2 separate regions of the Mus musculus genome follow, and region 1 is linked to region 2. A link is a contact called in public Hi-C data. All regions are on one chromosome and are shown on one strand. The core of a region is the stretch at or near the end of the contact, and the rest is flanking DNA. Distances in the headings are between cores, read along the strand shown.

Evidence for each region. A called contact is a pair of places that touch in the nucleus more often than the background predicts.
Region 1: a Hi-C map of CD8 T cells shows a contact between it and region 2, with 5 times the contacts expected there. The contact joins the promoter of Tmem192 here to the promoter of Ddx60 in region 2. A contact is called at or near these places in 1 of 39 promoter capture datasets (liver) and 3 of 484 Hi-C or Micro-C datasets (CD4 T cells and CD8 T cells).

The regions. Positions count from the first base shown.
Region 1 is chr8:64,945,369-64,949,613 of GRCm38.p6, forward strand. It overlaps Tmem192 (transmembrane protein 192), which reads left to right and starts at 1,817. Exons shown (of 6, transcript NM_028427.3): 1 at 1,817-1,965. The coding sequence starts at 1,939.
Region 2 is chr8:61,925,797-61,929,974 of GRCm38.p6, forward strand. Ddx60 (DExD/H box helicase 60) reads left to right here and starts at 2,291. Exons shown (of 38, transcript NM_001293783.1): 1 at 2,291-2,480.

The sequences.
Region 1 (4,245 bases), core at 567-3,066, 3.0 Mb after region 2:
TTGTTAAGTGACACATGATCCTGTAAGTATGTAATCTTACACTCATTACATCACACACAAACAGGCACATGCTCAAGCATGCACACACACATTTCACATTGCTGCCTTGCAATCAGAAAGGGGACTAGCTGGGAAAAGAAAGGGAATGAGTGGGAGGGGGCAAGAGAAGGCAACGGGCGCTGTATATAACTAAAATACCTTATACACACACGTATGAGAATGCCATAATGAAACCTGTTATTACATATAATTAACAGACGCCAGTAAATGCTCATTTAAAAGAGTAAAGGCCAGTTAAAAGTGTGCAGTACATAAGGAAATGTCCTTTGAGGATTTCAGGGCTGTTCCTTCCCAGGGTCTGTGGAGAAGCTGGTTGTAGAGAGGAAGGAGCCAACATGATTCAGCTAGCTGTTCCAGGACACGAGGACAGGCATTCTTTCCAATGGACAAGTCTAGTCACTGTCCTTGGGGCCCAGTCTGCTCGGCGTTGATGACATCTTTGCCTTCCAATTCCTCTTCAACCACAGACCTTGAGGACTCTTCCTCAAATCTCTCTTCATTCTTCATGAGATATCTCGTGTAACCCAGGCTTGCCTCTAACGCACTATAAAGCAAAGCCTGGCTTTGATATCACGATTCTCTTGTCTCCTCTAAGACCTGGGACTACAGGTGTGTGCCACCACACCCACTTCCCCAGTTGGATTCTGTGTGTGTGTGTGTGTGTGTGTGTGTGTGTGTGTGTGTGTGTTTAAAACTTGGCCTGCAGAGATGGCTCAGTGCTTAAATGCACTAACCACTCTTCCAAAAAAAACCTGGGTTTGATTCCCAGAACCACTGTCTAACTCCAGTGTCTCATCTGGCCTCCCTGGGCAATAGGCACACACACAGTGCATAGCCACACATGCAAATAAAACACTGAAATGCATAAAATAAAAGCATTTTAAAAATACTTTGTATATAAAACAAAACAACTCATCCGTTGCGATGATGCACACTAGCGATGCCAGATTTCACTGTGTGAAGGCAAGTGGATCAGGAACTGAAGGCCCGTTTCAGTGCACATCAATTTCTAGGTCAGTGTGAGCTACTTGAGACTTTGTTTTAATTTTTACAAAAATGAGGACTGGGCAATGAATGGCTTTTGCTGTCAAGTCCAGGATTCACATAGTGGAAGAACTGACTTAATCTTGGGTCAAGTGTGGCGGCTCATCCGAGCATTCCACTAGGCAACAAAGACAGGCGAATCTCCGAGGGTTCAGTCTGGTCTACATAGTGAGTTCCGGAACACGTAGCGCTATGTAGAGAAACCCTGTCTCATAAAAACAAAACTGAAACCAAAAATAATCAAAGGACAGAAAAAGAAGAGATGGGGAAGGGGAAAACAGAAACAGAATACCTTAAAAAAAAAAAAAAACTACAGAAATTTCCTGTGGAGACATCTGTAAATCGTGTTATAGAAATTGGAATCTATTCTAATTAAGTCCCTCTACAGGTGGAATTGCGATTTTTACTGCGTCTTTTTCCAAACAGAGCTATCTATATTGTTGCAAACAAAAATTGCGCCAACAGAAATAAGTTAATATTCTAAAGAGAAGTAGTTTACTTGGTTTAAATGGTTGCTCGAGAAATTCATCCTTTAATTTCCAAATCTCTGATAAATGGATGAAGCAACAGTTTAGGGGAAACCCCAAAACAACCGCCTGGGCTACACTGCAGCTCAAAGCTGGAGTCTGCAGGGGGGGCCACGCCCCTGGCTGCTGATCGGCTGATCTAGGTGGAGGGGCGTGGCCTTCGGCGGCCGGGGCGGGGCGAGCGCAGAGTGGGTGTGTCCGAGGCGGGGCGCGCAGGTCCTAGTAGGTGCGACTGTCCCGGGCCGTCGGCGCCCGGGCGCTGGTGGAGAGGTCAGGCTGGCGGGGCATCGGCCCGCGACGGCGGGTCATGGCGGCGGCCGGCCGGCTGGAGGACGTGAGTGAGGCGCCGAGCCCTGTCCCCGCCATTCGGCTTCCTGTGCTGGGCTCAGGGGGCGGAGACTGCGGGCTAGGAGCTAACCAGAGCCGCAGCGGCTCGACCATCGGGGACGCAGGGTGCGGGGTGACGCGACGGGCGGGGACCGCGGACCCCGGGAACGTCTTCCTGAACGATCGGAGGGACACGGCAGGGTGGGCGTGCGGGACCCTTCACTCGGCGGCTCACGTGCAGTGCGCGTCTTTGGTTCCGGAAATGGGAGCTTCACGTGATGCGAGCTGGCTTGATCTGTCCTTCCTGGGAGAGACTGACAGGCGGGCTTGCAAGCCCGGGTGACCCGGCTTCTGTGGGCCCTCCTGCGTTGGTCGGAGAGCACCCGGAACTTGGAGTGACTCTAACCTCCAGCATCCCTCGGGCGGACTTGTAGCTCTCATCTCCCGGAAACGCAGATTGGCGCATAACAGTTATCATGTGCTGTTTTGAATGTAGGCATGATAGGAACAGTGCTTGGTTGCTTTAAAAAAAAAAAGTATTCGGTTGCCCAGTTCATGATGTAGCCATTATAGAATAATACAGTTGCAAAAATCTTGAGTTTGCAAGCTCATTAAGACACTGATTTATTTGAAATTGGGTGTGGGGCGGGGGAAACACTTTGGGAGGAAACATGCGTTTGTTTCCAGAACAAACTGTTTTGTCCAGTGGCATAATACAATTCCTGCCCTTGAGAAATGCAAGGCTGACATTATCTTAGCACAGTGACCTGAGCTAATAACTAATAAAAACATTATCATGGTCTTAGTATAAAAGTACATCAAAATAATAATAATAATAATGATAATAATAATAATAATTAATAATAGCAAGGTTCCAGAACTGTAAGGGCTTAGATTCTTGTGTGTTTGGGTCCTGCAGTCATTTATTTATTTATTTGTTTATTTAAGACTTGCTATGTAGCCCTAGCTGGCCTGGTACTCATTATATAGCCTAACCTGGCCTCAGATTTGCCTATCTTCCCTGACTCAACCCATTTTAATGCTAGGATGATGTAGCTAGTTACATTTTCTTGATGAAATATGTTTCTAACAGCAGGACTAATCTAGTTATTTTTCAACTGAGAAAATGGGAAAGCAACTACTACTTGGAAACTTAATACTTAGGCCTCTCATGGAGGGCAGTCTTGTAGCTGCCCTAACCAGACTAATCCTGGCACTATGTCATGCCATATGGCCACCTCTACCTCTCTGCTCAGCTCTGGTCCTGTTTACCCCCTTGTCTGCTGGCTGAATCCCTCACCTCTGATTTCTTCTCCCAGAATCCCTTTCTCTCCTGGAAAAGCCACCCTCCACTTCCTGCCTAGCTCTTGTCTCTCCTCTCCTTATTACAGCCAATCAGATACGATTCTAGATCAGATGGGGAGAATGAATATTTACAAAATAGAAACCCAGTAATGGGCTGTAGAAATGGCAAGACCAGGATTCTGCCAGCATTTAGCTCTCTGCTGGTCCAGAATTAGCAATTGGAAACACAGAGACACACCTTCACAGAATGTACCCCAACTTGAATATGCTGCTGTTTCCTTACCTGAGATCTGTCGTCTACAAACGGCCTTTTGTTGTATGACTACCATCAGACCAAGAGAGGGAGAGGGGAAATATTTAAAGATATTCCCACATGGATTTTTGTTTTTTGTTTTTTTGTTTTTTTTTTTACAGGCTCATACTAGGTAACTCAGGCTAGCCCCTGGCTTACAGTAATCCTCCTCCTGAAGCCTCCTACATGCTGGGATTATAAACAGCACATGCCACTATACCTGGGTCCCAGTAAGGCTTAATACAGCATAGACATCAAGTCCCCAAAGGAAGCAGTTACTGGGGGAAGAAAATGAAGAGACAGTATTGAGGTCAAAACAATAGCTGAGTTCTTTGGTAGTAACTCACTCGATCATAAGTCATGGCAATGGGTTGGGCGAACGTGGTAGAGTTCTTGCTCGTTTAGCATCCACACAACCCTGAGCTCAGTCTTTAGCACCACATAAACCAGGCATGGTAGCACACACCTGTGGTCCCAGCACTGAGGAAGTAAGGGGAGGGAATCTTAAATTCAAGGTCACCCTTGGCCTTAGGGAGTTACAGACCAAAATAGAGGAAGTGAAGGAATGATTTGAGGTTCTGGGGATGTAGTTCAGTGTTAGAGCAGTTGTGTAACACACATGAGGTCCTAGGTGTGGGGTGGGGGGAGACTTGTAAGAAGATAGAAAAGTTGATTGATGAATTGATTGAA
Region 2 (4,178 bases), core at 1,041-3,540:
GTCTCCTGTGTTGTAAGAGTCTTAGTTTTGCTACTAGCAAATATGTCATGGTTTTTCTACTACATTAGCTTACATGACTGTATTACATTTAGTTAGTTTGTTCGTTCACTTTTTGGGGCTCCTGTACTGAATTATTCACAGTCGCTTAGAACAAGAGTAACTTGTTCTTAGTTCTGAAAGTCAGTTTCACTGGGTTCAAATCCAAGCGCCATCAGGAGTGGTTTCTAGAAGATCTAGAAAGGAATCTGTTTTCTGTAATACTAACCTGTCAGACAGGATGTTTCCACTGGCACAGTAGTGGTATGATAACCAACGACATTCTGATTTTAGGATTTTAGGTCTATTCTACAGGAGCAACTCATGTCTGACCTAATCCAAAACCCATGAATGGCGAAGTTATAGGCTCTAAAGGGGAAACTACTCCTGTTGCTTTGCTATATGGATATGATGTCAAACCGCCTTCTAAATATTTGTATCTATATTCATAGATTTGGGTGGCTCTGGAGTAGGTGATGGTTAATGCAGAGATAACTGGTGAATAAGGGACAGCTGGGCACTCATCCTAAAATGAGACATTGATATCTTTTCCTCCAAAGCTCAAGGAATATTATGGGGGAAAGGAGGGAAAGAATGTAAGAGTCTCAAACAGGAAAGAGTGCTGTGAAACACTCTCTTCTGGACACGACATGCCTGTTATACCTGTGAATTCATAGTAACAGTGACTATCAACACAAGACAAGGCTCATCAACGTTCCATCACTGATGAGGGGAGCTCATGAGCTCTTCCTGAGGACCAGTAAACATTAACAGTGAGGGAGACATATCCCTCAATGGTGGCCACAGAGTTGTCCTTGCTCCAGTAAATTATATATATATATATCCTGATGTGACATGTCCTCAGCCTACCCCCTGTGTGCTATAATTGTAGACTTTTGACTTGAAAACCCTGTTTTCTCCACCGAGAGCTCTCCTGAGGTGCCAGCTTACTCTTGGTCAGCTGGCTGTGTAAAGAACTCACAGTGCTCACAGTTGGCTTAATAAGCATGGAGATTTGTAACCTGGAGTAGATTATTTCAATTTCATTCCTTGGTTTGTGGTTTTCCATCATCTTCATAGAGTCTTGCTAGAAGACTACATATGTAATCAAATTACCAGCCTGAATTTCTGCCTCTGTCACCACATTAAGAACCTGCTTATGATTATTTTGGGCCCACCTGAGATAATCCACTTATATCATGCTCCTTGGTTTAGGCTATGCGTGCAGTATCTATTACCACAGTTACCACAGTCTCAAGGAATTAGGTCGCTGACTTAAATTGGAGGGAACAGGAAAGGGTGACATTTTCTCACCCAGGAGGACAAAGCCTCAACAAAGCCCAGACACCTCTACCTTTTCAGGTAGTATTTTAATGTAAAGGAGGACAGAAAGGGTGGGACCTTTTCTTACTGTTACCAAGGAAACAGGGGCTAGGTCAAAAGCTGACCATGAGGGAAGGGTCCATTCTTAATGGCCTTCAAAACAATGGATGTTTCTCAAGTTATCTCAACACATTGCATTCTGTTGCTCTTTCCCCATGGATGAGAGTTCTGCCAGTGCCTGACAAAATAGCTTTTGGTCCCATTGTTGTCACGGTCACCCAAATGCAAGAGTCCCCCACTTTCTAGAATTCCAATATTGAAAATAGAATTGTCATATTTAGAGCCTTCCTAAAGTTCAGCAAGCATAGGATACTAAGCAAGCCAGCTTTCAAACCCAAATTTCAGGTATTGACAGGTAAAAAACCAAGCCAAACCAAATCAAACAAAATCAAAGGAAAGAAAAGTTATTAAGGCTGAGATAAAAGTAGGCTCCATTTTCAGCTTGTTTAGTAGTGCCATTCGGCTAAAGAAGATCCCAAATGGATTAATCACAGGCTTCAATAATAGACTCATGTAATCTCAAATTCCTACCTACCTTTAAAATACTACCTGAAAAGGTAGAGGTGTCTGGGCTTTGTTGAGGCTTTGTCCTCCTGCTGTCGTTAGCACAGTAGGAGCAATTGGCACAGCGCCCGGAGTTCTGCTGCTACAGCCTCTCCAATGTTGCCTTGCTTAGATGTCTCCAGATTTCCCTGTCAAATCCTCCTCCTTACCTCAAGAATCCCAAAGCCTCTGGTTTTCCTACCTTAACAGTACTAACTTTACCAAAGGATGCGCAAAGCTGCATTCACCAAATGCTCTTTGATTAGTGATGAATGGAAACCGAAACTTAAAGCTTCTGGGAGCAGAAGAGAAACCGAAACTATCCTTCACTTATAAAAGGCGGCCTGAGAGACTCACAAGTTGCCACTTTTTGGAGCTAGCGATTGGTCTTAGGTCTCCTGTGGTCGACTGTGTGCTTGCTTGTTACCTGCAGCGCGGACCAGCGCGCTCAATACCTGCTGCGCAGACCAGCGGTTCTCTGCACGTAGCAGGTCCAGGTTCCCGGTCTGGGCTTCCCGGTGAGGCCAGGGGGTTGCTTCTGGGCTCGCCAGGGGATTGTAGGGCGTGCCTAGGTCAGAGTATCCCAAAAGAGGAGCTGGAGCGGAGCTGAGGGGACAGCACTAGGAGGTAGCTTTCAATGGGCAGTGGAGCACAGACCCACCTACCCCAGTGGCCAGTACTCGGTGGACCACAGAGGGAAGAGGTCTGAGTGGTGAGTGGCAGGGAAAAAGATGCCTGACTCAGTCTCTTGAGGATCCTTTGTAAACGGGTAGCTGGGATAGGGATCAATAAGTAGGGGCATTGGGGTGTGTGCACAGCCAATAAATGTTGAACATCCCCACCAATAGTTTTTCTCCTAGGTGCCGAATCGAATCGGGGCCCTACTTCAGGCTTCCAGAGCTAGAAGCAGAATGTGAAGAAAAACCCAGATGAATTGTAGTTGCCCTGAAATTGCAGTGGCTAAGACAAGTTATGCTTTACTGCAGAAATGCATCCCCCCACCCAATCTCTTCGTATGCTAGCCCTAGCAGTCTCCCTGGGCTTCCTGGTACTCCCCATGGAACCCAGGTTGGGCCAACTTGGAGTATCCCGCTGCCTCAGTCTCCCTGTTTGAGTCATCTGAGATTTAATGTATTCATGTGTAAGGAGCAGGGATTGATTTTCTGTTTCCTCATCACAAATCAGCACAAACTGAGTTGCTTTAAACACAATAGGTGTTTTATTTTACAGATTCTGTTTAGGCACAGGCTAAGTGCTTTTTGCAAAGCCCAGCATAGAACTCAAGATGTCTGCCAGGGCGGAGCCAGGTTCTGGGTGCTCATTTTGGTTCCTTGAGGTCAGTAAGAAGTCTGGAATTCTCTGATTTCTTGCAAGTTGTTGATTAAGGGTAACTCAGAGTCTGATACCTTCCATTGTCACACTTCAGGTCACTTCTCACAGGTGGCTGTACTTTCCAAGGATATAGGAGGCTTTCTCAATTAACTAACATGCCTCATTACCAGAGAGACTGTCCTGGTAATAAGGGTGTCAGGACGCCCAACATATATATACGTATATACATATATGCATATATATATACATATATACATACATACATATATACATACATACATACGTACATACGTACATACATACATACATATATACATATATGCATATACATATACACATATACACATATTCATATATACACATGTATGTGTATGTATCAGGTCTATCATGTTTTGCAGGATTTTGTGACAATTCTTGTAATTTCTTTTCATAGTGAGTAAAAGAATGAGAAATCAGTAAATAGCTTTTAGATTCACTTTTTAAGTGTGTGTGTTTGTTGATGTGTGGGAATATGCATTTGAGTGCAAATATACTAGGAGTCCAGCGTGGTTGGATCCCTTGTGCTGTTACAACCTGTTGTGAGCCTGTGTACATTCTAGGAACAGAAGTTGGTTGGTCCTCTACAACAGCAGTAGACAGTCTTAATTACTGCATCATCTGCCATCTTTCTGGCCCTTTATATGTTCATACTTTCTAAAGGCACAACGTGCCTGTGGGGATCAGAGGACAATCTGCAGGGATGTGTTCTCTTCCTCTCTCAGGTAGGTCTCAAGGATAGAATGCAGGTCATCTGGCTGGGTGGCAAGCACCTTTACCCACTGAGCAATTTTATTGGTCCGGTTATGTAGATATTATTCAATGTCGATGCAGTCTGCATGTTTTAG